2 separate regions of the Mus musculus genome follow, and region 2 is linked to region 1. A link is a contact called in public Hi-C data. All regions are on one chromosome and are shown on one strand. The core of a region is the stretch at or near the end of the contact, and the rest is flanking DNA. Distances in the headings are between cores, read along the strand shown.

What was found. Hi-C and Micro-C count contacts between places; a contact is called where the count stands out from the background.
Region 2: a contact with region 1 is called in a Hi-C map of Th1 cells, with 3 times the contacts expected there. The contact joins two enhancer-like sites. A contact is called at or near these places in 2 of 39 promoter capture datasets (erythroid cells and liver) and 1 of 484 Hi-C or Micro-C datasets (Th1 cells).

Annotation. Positions count from the first base shown.
Region 1 is chr7:13,299,323-13,304,594 of GRCm38.p6, reverse strand. Lig1 (ligase I, DNA, ATP-dependent) reads right to left here. Exons shown (of 29, transcript NM_010715.3): 17 at 4,248-4,333; 18 at 3,549-3,664; 19 at 3,116-3,211; 20 at 1,301-1,411; 21 at 724-795. Among named protein-coding and RNA genes, the nearest start is that of Lig1, 23 kb to the right of the region's middle. Within about 2 kb of position 2,219, at least 74 of the 459 cell types and tissues checked have an H3K27ac peak or open chromatin away from gene starts, as enhancers often do. A contact at or near this core is called in Th1 cells, where this site is marked.
Region 2 is chr7:12,908,247-12,913,518 of GRCm38.p6, reverse strand. Zscan22 (zinc finger and SCAN domain containing 22) reads right to left here. Exons shown (of 3, transcript NM_001290436.1): 3 at 4,436-5,272. Among named protein-coding and RNA genes, the nearest start is that of Rps5, 11 kb to the left of the region's middle. Within about 2 kb of position 2,933, at least 302 of the 459 cell types and tissues checked have an H3K27ac peak or open chromatin away from gene starts, as enhancers often do. A contact at or near this core is called in Th1 cells, where this site is marked.

The sequences.
Region 1 (5,272 bases), core at 970-3,469:
CCCATTCCTTCACTAGGGGAGTCTACGCAGGGACCGTACCAGTGAGCAACACCCCCAGCCTGTTAAAATATACTTGAGGACTCTAATTTAAAGAGCTTCTATTTAGGGGGAAAGAATTGGGGGGGGGGGGGAGTCACATTTCTTGATATTTGTGATACAGAAATTTGAAATTTAAAGACTTTTTAATTCATTAAAAAACAGTATATCCAATACACCCAATTAGCATTTGATTTCCCTTTTTTGTGTTCTGCAAATGAAGCTTGGGTCCTTGAGCAAGCCAGGCAGGTAGGTAGTCTACTTCTGTGCTATACCTCCATATCTCCAAACAGCATGTTTCATAAAACACACCTCTATTTAAAAATGAACAGTGAGAAGAGGGAGTACGGCTGAGTGACAGTATACAGACCCTTTTGTTCAAGAGAATAGAAGCTGGCTTTTCCATAGTTCCTGCAGTCATGGGGAGAAAAACCTACTTCATACAGACGTGACAGGAAGAAAAAGCATACAAATGTAAAACCACGAGAGGAGTCCTCAAAAACACCCTCCAATAAAGTCTGAGTGAGGGCCTCTGGCCTCCAGAGCCCACACTTCAAGAGAATCATTGCCTGAGGAAGACATCCCAGCTCAGTGCTAGGGTAGAATTAGAAATGGAAACCAGACAGACAGCTCCAAGCTCACTCCAACCTGCTACCCTGTGGCCGCCTGTCACAAAACAGAACTCACCTCTCCGTTGAGGTAGATGAGGTCAAAAGCATACAGACACACTTGCACCTGTATCTCCGATGCATCAACCTCCTAATTGAAACAGAATAAAAGACCAGGCATGAGGGGAGGGAAGGTGGCATTCTGTGTCCTATCTCACTATGTCTCAGGCTGATCCCTACCATTCCACACCTACCCCTAGCTAAGGTCACACTGCCTAGGAGGAAGCAATGCTGCAGGCATTAGCCCAAAATGAGGATGACTCTTGGGAAATCCTGACTTCATCAGCCTCCCTTGTAGCTAATGATGATAAAATGTCACAATTCTAGCCAGCTGAGGTACAAGATATGTGACTTCCCCAATAAGGCTTTCATAGTGAAATGACATATACAGGAAAAGGACCCTTCTATCTTTCCTAACTGGGATGCTGGGATAAGAATGTGATGGTTTGGACAATGGTGGCCACTTTGCCAAAGCTAGCAGATCTACATCCAGATTCATTCTGCCCCTTAGAGAACCAAGTAGAACCCCAAAGTCAGGACTGGGAGGAAAAAAACAAAGTGTAGCACTGCTCCAGAAGTATATGGGTTGATGCTACCTTGCGCTTGCGCGTGGTGAGTACTTGGAATGGTTGGATCTGCTTCTTTTCCCGGTCCCAGGCCACAGCCTCAGTGTCCAGAATGAAAGATGTGACTGAGGGGTGTTTAATCTACAAAAGGACGAGGTCAAAAGACAGGCCAATGAATTCCTTTACCCTCCCATTGCTCTCACAAACCACAGCTGACATCAGCAAGACACAAGAGTCCTCACCAAGGTACACTAGCTTTCCTGATGACTTGTCATTTGGTACCACAGACCAGACACAGCAGCAGCAGCCAGAGAAACTTCCCTCTTCTCTTAACCACATTCAACTTCCTGTGAACCCAGTACTCCCACTCTGAGGTCTGCCTAAACCAAACTGTCTCCACCTCACCACATCCTGCCTCAACCACCCCAGCTGCTAGTCTACCATCCTGCGCTGACCTTAACTACAATAGTCTTGGCCAGTAGACAGGGTAGTTGTCACAAACCCTGATTATTATGGCTGTACTTGCTGATAAAAATGGTATGCCACTTCCCTGAGTCGTGGAAAACTCTTCATCAGCCCCTGATCCTCTCTCCTTGCCTGGTCCCCTAAGCCTCTCTTTCCTTGAGCACATCAGCAGGTGGTCTGTGTCTCTAAGGGACAGGTATCTCAAAAGCATTGAGCCTCTGAATTGCTTGTCTTCCTCCCCATTCCCTTTCCTGTGGTCTGCCTTCCCTGGAAAGCCTTCTTTTCCCAGGCACAACGTCAGGAACTGTCTTTCAGACAGAGCTAACTTTGTGGTTTAGGAACTCTGCTTTCTTGACAATTCAAACAAAAGTTCAATTCAAATCTACTTGTTCTTCACTAGGGGTAGGGATTGAACATAGGGTCTTGGGTAGTACATGTCAGGCAAACATGTCATGTTCTATCATGAGCCATGCTACCAGTTACTCACTGGTGTTTTCAAGGCAATGTCTCTATCACTGAGCCATGCCTTCAGCTCCTCACTGGTACACTCAAGTCAAGTACACCTCCAGTTTCTCATTGTTTAAGACTCTAGATTAGTGTTCTAATCACCTAGCAGTAGCTCAGCCACAGTTATGGTTCTACTCAGTCACAGATATTGGACCTATTCTTCAGAGTCCACTTTGCCCATCACTAATGAAGGGAGCAAGCCCTGGCTACGGTACTACAAGCTATGGCACACAGCAGATGCCTAATCAACACTTGCTGAATAAGAATGGGCATAGAAGACAACATACTGCTTAAGGCCACTTCTGGAATACAGCAAAACTAAGATGTGCTCAGTGGTTAAGAGTGATATTCTTGAAGAGGATTTGGGTTCAATTCCCAATATCTACAAGGTGCAAAGAAACCCCTGGCCTAAGGCCCAGCCCTGCTCTGCCTCTGAGCTACTTATAAAGCTCCAGCTGCTCACAGGCCTGTGTCCTTGAGATCCTCTCTCAGCCTCACCACTGGACAGCCCGATCCAGGACTCTACTAAAGTCATTCATAGGAACCTGTGTTAGACTGTATCCACAGTGGGGGGAGTGGGCTGGGTGGGACAAAAGCCTAAAACCCTCATTGCTTCTGTCTGGAATGTAGTGGCTATGGGGAGACAAAAATGGTGATGAAAAACTGACCAACCAAAGATAGTGGAGTCAGAACAGCCTACACCTGCTTCCAGATCCAAGATATAAGCAACATCTGCTCAGGCCACACTGAAACCAAGTTTGTTATATGCAGATATATATTTTCCAGGCTCCTCCTACTCCTAATGAACCCCACCCCCACAGAATCAGGGTGGTCCAGAGGGGCCGTACTATAGCCCAGCAAGCACATGCTCACCTTGGGGATGCGGCTGATAATGTCAGGATACTTTCCTGTGTTGTCTTCCTGGTTCCTGCTGAAGATCTTCACTTCTCCACCTTCCAGAACATGTATCTACCATCACAGAAGAGGAAATCAAGCAAGTCTTTCCTATGTGACACTGTCTTCAGATCTCACCTTCATTCATAGGTTGGGAAGCTCAAAGAGCTACTACATAGATCTGAGCAAATCACCTCAAGTTTCCTGATACCTGTAACCTGTGTCTGGCATTCACCATCTTTCTTTTTCCTACTTTTTTTTAAACTTATATTTAAAGTAAATGAATGAGAGAGAGAGAGAGAGAGAGAGAGAGAGAGAGAGAGAGAGTGTGTGCACGCACTCACGAGTGAGAGTGCCACTTAACCTACAGTGAGTACCTTCCTCATACAGGAAGGGCTGTGCTTGCCCATACCTGTGCTCGCTGCCCATCGTATTTATATTCACAGGTGAAGTCGACCTCCTCAAAGCGTTTTAGGACCTCACTGACACCCCGAGTGGGATGAGCCAGCATTGGTTTAAGAGGGACCCCTGGGAGGAAAGAAAGCAAGTTAGGGGGGCCAGGGGAAAGGCAAAAGCTACCAATGTGTCTTTGGACTACTACTCACTTCTGCTGACATAAGGGAGAGGACTACCCACATTTCAGAAGAGAAACTTGGGTCCTCATACCAGCCTCCCTGGAAGCTAATAAAGGTCATAAATAGGCACAGAAGTAACAAATAACAGAACAAGTAATATGGTCATATCCTTTACAAGCAATGTTACTCCCCCCCTTTCCCTGATCATATAGGCTTTAGAGTGAAAGGAAGCAAATAGAAGGATGAGATAGAAGGAACCCAGGTCCCTAGATGAACACTGGAGCACAGCCACATGCTGCCACAGCTGCCTGCCTTGCTCTGAACATGTATGCACATAGCAAATTCTGTGGCCAAGCCACTGCCTTCTGGACATTTTTTGCTGCTGCACTCCATGCCCTGCTCAGTTCACAAGAGAGAGCTGAGGGGGAAAAGACAAGGGTCTCAGCAAAGGGAAGAAGTACTCAGAAACTGTCTGGGTATAGTTGTTCACACATAGAAAATAGCTGCCCCAGCTTTGAGGGCCCATGGAGTGATACCTGGGCTCAGCTTGCAGTGCTCTGGGAGACGTTCCAGGCCATGTTCCAGCAGCACAGGGATGATTCGATCCAGGTCAGGAACCTCACTAGGGATGGGTTGGAGAGAAGACAGCAAGATGACAAGGTCTTTTGTTTTCTTCCATGGTGCTGGAAGAAGGGGTAGAACCCAGGCCTTGGGCATATGAAGAAAATATTCTGCTGCTGGACTATACCATACCCATAACCCAGATAGGACAGACCTAAGCAGGCAGTGGCAAATTCCAGGGTGTGGATTCTAGGCAAGCACACTCTTAGCCACTCACTGGTAGATTCTAGGAAAGCAGTCAACTGCTAAGCCACAACCCCACTCCTTGATTTTATAAGACAGGATCTTGCTACATATTCCAAGTTGGTAGAGAACTTGAGATACCAAGGGTATACTGGGATTTCAAGTGTATACCACCACATCCAGCCCATGAAGGTTCTTTCTATAAACTCCTAACTTGAAAACTCTGTCTACATACAAGTGCAAGAATAGAGATCCCTCAGCCCATGCCTGGGCTCTACTTATCTCTATGACCATGTCCCCAACTCATGTCACCAGGTGTCCTACTCTTAGTCACCACACATCATGCTGATTGTTTTCCTCAGCATGCATCCTCCATTACCCCTTGCTCATGTCCCAGTGACTGTGTCCCACTCAAGGCTATTGCTGACTTATTCAGCTAGCCTGGGACCAGGCAGAGTGGGTTAGACAGAGCTTGGCAGATGGTGGATGCTTCAGAGGCTGAGCCATTGGGAGATCTGTGAGAAACTCATCACTGCTATGTGCCCAGCACCCAGAGAAGTCAGGCGCAGATCAAGTGGGTTGGGGACATTTATGGAACTGCTCACTGTCCCTCTTTCCTCAGGAATGGTCACCAGGTCAGTTAATGGTCCTAGGTCAGCTGCTGGCCAAAGTTATATATGGCTCACTATAAAGCCCTAATCCTCTCTGTGCTGGTAATATCTATTATGAGTAGTCACCAGCCTCTTCTCTGGGTACC
Region 2 (5,272 bases), core at 1,684-4,183, 390 kb after region 1:
TGAACTTTCCAACCCCAGGGGCTAGGCTTCCTCTCCCCAAGAAGCTCTTCACTATATAATCCAGACATTTTGGCGCCCTCTCCTTTGTCTCCCTGCCTCGCACGATAACTTCCCTGGCCTCATTCCTTGGGACTGGTGAACCCACTGGAAAGCTGCCCCAGTAAACCGGCCTTTATACTTTTTAATTCTGTATGAATTGGCGTATTTCGTCCGCAGAGATAACAATTTATATTTTGGTTTTATTGAGACAGACCTATGAAGCCCAGTCCGGCCTCAAACTTCCTATGAAGCTGAGGCTGACCTTGAATTTCTGATTATTCTGCCTCCTCTTCCTAAGTGTGGGGTCAGGGGTTTGTGCACGGTAGGCAAGCATTCTACCAAGCAGCCTGGACCCCAGCTCCTCACTGGGTTTTCTAGCTCAGCACACTGCATTTATGGCTAGGTCTATCCTGTACATTCCAGGATGCTTAGCAGTATCTCTGGCCTCCATCTACAAAATACTAGTAGTGTTCCCTGCCCCACCACAGCTTCCAGTACCTCTAGACATGAACAACTGTACCCTAGAAAACAGAACTGTCCCCAGGTTGAGAACCACAGATTTACATAAATTTACTTACTTAGGAAAATGGGAATAGGCAATATTAAAAATGTAAGACTAGCCGGGCGTGGTGGTGCACGCCTTTAATCCCACCACTCGGGAGGCAGAGGCAGGTGGATTTCTGAGTTCGAGGCCAGCCTGGTCTACAACATGAGTTCCAGGACAGCCAGGGCTATACAGAGAAACCTTGTCTTGAAAAACCAAAAAAAAAAAAAAAAAAAAGTAAGACCAGCATTAAATACTGGAATCACAAACATAAATACCAGGACAACTGGGTGTGTGGCTTTCCTTGCTCAAAGGATTATTGGCAAATTGGCTTAGCAGGTAAATACTTAGTATGATGGCCTGAATTTGATAGTGTGAACTTACATGGTGGTAGGAGAGGATCAACTCCCACAAGTTTCTCCTACCTCCACAGGTGCTCTAGGGTTCTAGGGCCTATCGTGTGTGTGCCGCTACCTTCCACTAAATAAATATAAAATATAAAATAGAACAACGAACCCATAAATGAATGATTGGAGTCGGCCATGGATGCATACGTAGTCACAGGGCTTAGGAAGCTGTGGCAGGAGGATGATGAGTTTGAGGGTAGCATAAGATAAAGAGGGTTACTCTGTTTTAGAAACCCAGCAGGGGGGTGGGGAGGTAGGAGAGGAGAGGAGACAAAGCTCTTCCCCAAATGCTCCATGAGCAGTTTCCTGTTTGCCAGAGTGACAAAGTATAACAGATAAAAACAACACACAGAAGTCAGAATTCCAAAATGAGTCTTTACTAAGATGAAGACAGTGTGTGTTACTAGGGAAACGAATACAGATGCAAGGTGGTGTCTTCTAACCACCTGGCCTACTGACTTCAGCTTCTCCTTGTCTTATAGCTTTTTTTTTTTTTTTTGGTTTTTCGAGACAGTGTTTCTCGGTGTAGCCCTGGCTGTCCTGGCTGTCCTGGAACTCACTTTGTAGACCAGGCTGGCCTCGAACTCAGAAATCCGACTGCCTCTGCCTCCCAAGTGCTGGGATTAAAGGCGTGCACCACCACGCCCAGCATCTTATAGCTTTCAAAATGCTTTTTGTGTGTGTGTGATTTTTATTTTTATTTTAGAAAAGTTATTTATTTAATGCATGAGTGCTCTGTTGCATATACCTCAGCCTGCCTGAAGAGGCATCAGATCCCCCTATAGATGGTTGTGAGCCACCATGTGGTTGCTGGGAATTGAACTCATGACTTCTGGAAGAGCAGCCAGTGCTCTTAGCCATTAAGCCATCTCACCAGCCCTTATTTTATTTTATTTTAAGTTGGTGTGTATTTTTCTTGAATGTATGGATACCATATGCCTGCTTGATGCTCATAGAGGTATCATAAGTTGATAATGGATTCCTGTAACTGGAGTTATGAATGGTTGTGATCCACCATGAAGGTGTTGGAAAACATACCCATGCCCTCTGGAAAAGCAGCCAGTGCTTTTAACCACTGAGCCATCTCTTTAGGCCCAGCTCTCAATATTCTTAGCCAGTCTGGGCTATATGAGATCTTGTTTCAAAACAACAAAATCAGATGAAGGTAAAAATTATAGGATAGATGGAGGATGTTATGAAAACCAACAAAAGGCAGTTGGCTTGACCAGGTCATTCTATCCAAGACCAGGAGAATAGGTTTCACACCACGGGGCGAGGGTTGGTTCTTCTTCATGCAGGATGCACATATAGTTACCGAGTGAACTTTGATACTCAGTGGTCAATTCCACTTCTAGAGCCAGGATTTCACTAGCCTGGAGGGTGGCACACTCACTGGGACATTTTAGGGCTTTTCAATAGTCTTTCAACATGGGCTGGAGTGATGGCTCAGTGATTAAGAGCACTGACTGCTTTCAATTCTCAGCAACCACAAAGTGGCTCACAACCATCTGTAGTGGGATCTGATGCCCTCTTCTGGTGTGTCTGAAGACAGTGCAATGTACTCACACACATAAAATAAATAATTTTTTTTTTTTTTTTGAGTTTTTCGAGACAGGGTTTCTCTGTGTAGCCCTGGCTGTCCTGGAACTCACTCTGTAGACCAGGCTGGCCTCGAAATCAGAAATCCACCTGCCTCTGCCTCCCAAGTGCTCAAGTGCTGGGATTAAAGGAATGTGCCACCACTGCCTGGCAAAATAAATAAATCTTAAAAAAGAAAAAAAAAGTCTTTCAACGTTAACTTGAGCTTGGTGGGAGAGTGGTAGACCGTTTCTGCGGTTACTATCTCCTTACTAAGGAAGGTTAATAGCCCACTGGGGAGTGGGGGTGGGAGGTGCGTCTAACTCTGTTGCCATAACACAGGAGGGATGTAATAGTACTACGTTTCCCACGAGGCCTTGCGCTGTGCCCCTACCCCGCTTTTGGTCCCGTCCCAACACTTAAGAGACGGAGGGGAAAAGGATGTGTCCGCTTCTGGTTTCGAGCTGGAAGCCACCGATGAGAACGAGACATTCTGCCTAGTCCTGCAGCTCTGGTCTCCAAGACGGAGTCCTTCAGGCCCTTAATGGTGCTGCCATTCCTTCCCGGACCGTAAGATTAGGGAAGAGATAAGAAACAGCACACTTCCGGTTCCTGCCTTTCCCTACAGTTCTGCAGCGTTTTCTCTTTGCCTATCTAGTTCCGTGCAGATCTGACGCCTTCCTGGATCCTATAGTGGCTGGGAGACTGAAACTCATGAAGGGAGCCCAACCTATTACCAGTCATGGTAGTCTAAGGCTCTTAGAGCCGAGCACACTTCTTGGCGTACGCCGGGACATTACCCACTTTCCAGGCCTTTGTAACTTGCTGTTTCCCTTTCCAGTCGGCTTAAGGCATTTTCTGTCTGCTTCAATGTCCTCACCTCAAAGAGGCTGGAGGAACCTATTGCCTCCCTCCCTGAAAGTTCTAGAGCTAGTCTCAGGAACATGTCCTTCAGGTCATTTCTTTCTTAAATGTTTCTTGGCTGCTTTTCCCATAAGGGTAGCGTCTGACACTGTAGCTCCAAGTGTCCATTGAGAGACAATGAAGACACACACACATGTGCAGAAGGGACTCGCGCCTGCACAAAAAGGACAGCCGTATCCTGTCCTACATAGCCCCCATAGCCAGCCTAGGCTGAAGCTTGGGAACAGTCAGTAGGGGTGAAGATGGCCCGTGACCAGACAGGTGGGGTAGCCTTGGACTAGGCAATTTTGTGTAAACCACCAACCTATTGTGGTGCTTCTGCTCTACAGATAGACTCAAGGGCTTGATAGCAGGTTTCCTTCCGTGCTTGCCTGCAGCTAATTTTCAAGCCCTGTGTAAAAACAGCTACAGACCAGCGCCCCCTAGTGTTATCACCCTTTGTGAAAAGTTGGGTCTTCACCTTACTGCTAGAGCTCCTGTAGGTCTAAATGTATGGATTCCTCAGCCCACAGGGGCAGGTGGCATTGTATGGAACAGGCAATCTTAGGTATTGAGATTTCTCAGTCCTCCAATGTAGCCTGTGTTACAGCTCTTGGTGCTGGGTCTGACAGCCTTGGAACTAAAGGCTTCATAGCTGTTATAGAGATCAGAGCCCAGTAGGTGCCAGTGAGTCTGGCTTGACCTTCTGTGAAAAGGAGATCCGTGAGTCTGAACTTTGTGTTTACACATTGTTTCCAAACTGCCTCATGGCACAGCTGCACCACAGATACAGGAATCTGCAGCCCTACAAACTGGGGAAGGTTCTTAGTCCTATCTAAATACTCTTCATCTGGCACCTCTGGAACAGCCCTATGTTTGGCCTGCCTGCAATGTGAACCTTTGCTTGGAGGACTCCCTCCACTGGCAACACAGAAGGAAATGCAGATGTTGGAGAAGCCCAATTGGTATGCAGTCCCTGCCCATGTGGTAGGATTTTATTACTTTTTATTGAAATATTCCAATCTGCAGTTATCCTGGGGGTGGGAGTGGGGTCTGTTTGTGTAGTCAATGAGGTGAAGCCACAAGAGGAGACATGGAAGGCTCAGGAAAACAAAATGTATTAAGCTAATGGATGTAAATATAGTAGCTCACGTATATTCATGACTGAAAAGAAAACCTTGTGAAGTCAGGAGGCCCAGGAGCCAGGGGATTGTCTTTCTGAGGGAAAGGAAAGCAAAGTTAACAGGTTGAGTTTAGGACTGGCAGAGTGCTGGCATCCTCTAAATCCGTGGTACCCAGGGCTACAGGCCCTGAGGCAAGGAAGGCTCAGTATAGCAATGTTTTGTTTTGACCACTGAAGCTGGACTTACATGGGCACAGGGGCTCTTCCATAAATGTCTCTATGAAGGAAACGTGGGGTGGAGGACAGTGACTACCTAAGGGAGGTATTGGTCACACTCACCCTAGAGATATTGGGAAGGGTTAGCTGTGCACTGTGTCCACAGCATAAGATACTTTGGGAGCATTGGCCTATGCATTGTTTAAGAAGTGTAAGCACAATGACATGGTAAAGAGGTTTAAGATAGTTAATAATGGGGTACCCCAGAAGCAAGAGTGTGTCAGGCAAAATAAGGCCAGGTCAAAGTGTTTAGGGAAGCTTTTCAAGGACATCTGAGACATCATAGAGGAAAGAAGGCACACAGGTGGGGGATGTATGGCTGACATGTGGAAGGTGAAGGCTACAAGGAGTGGAAGAGGCAAGAGGAAGCCAGGTCTGGAGCAAACATAAGACAACAGACAA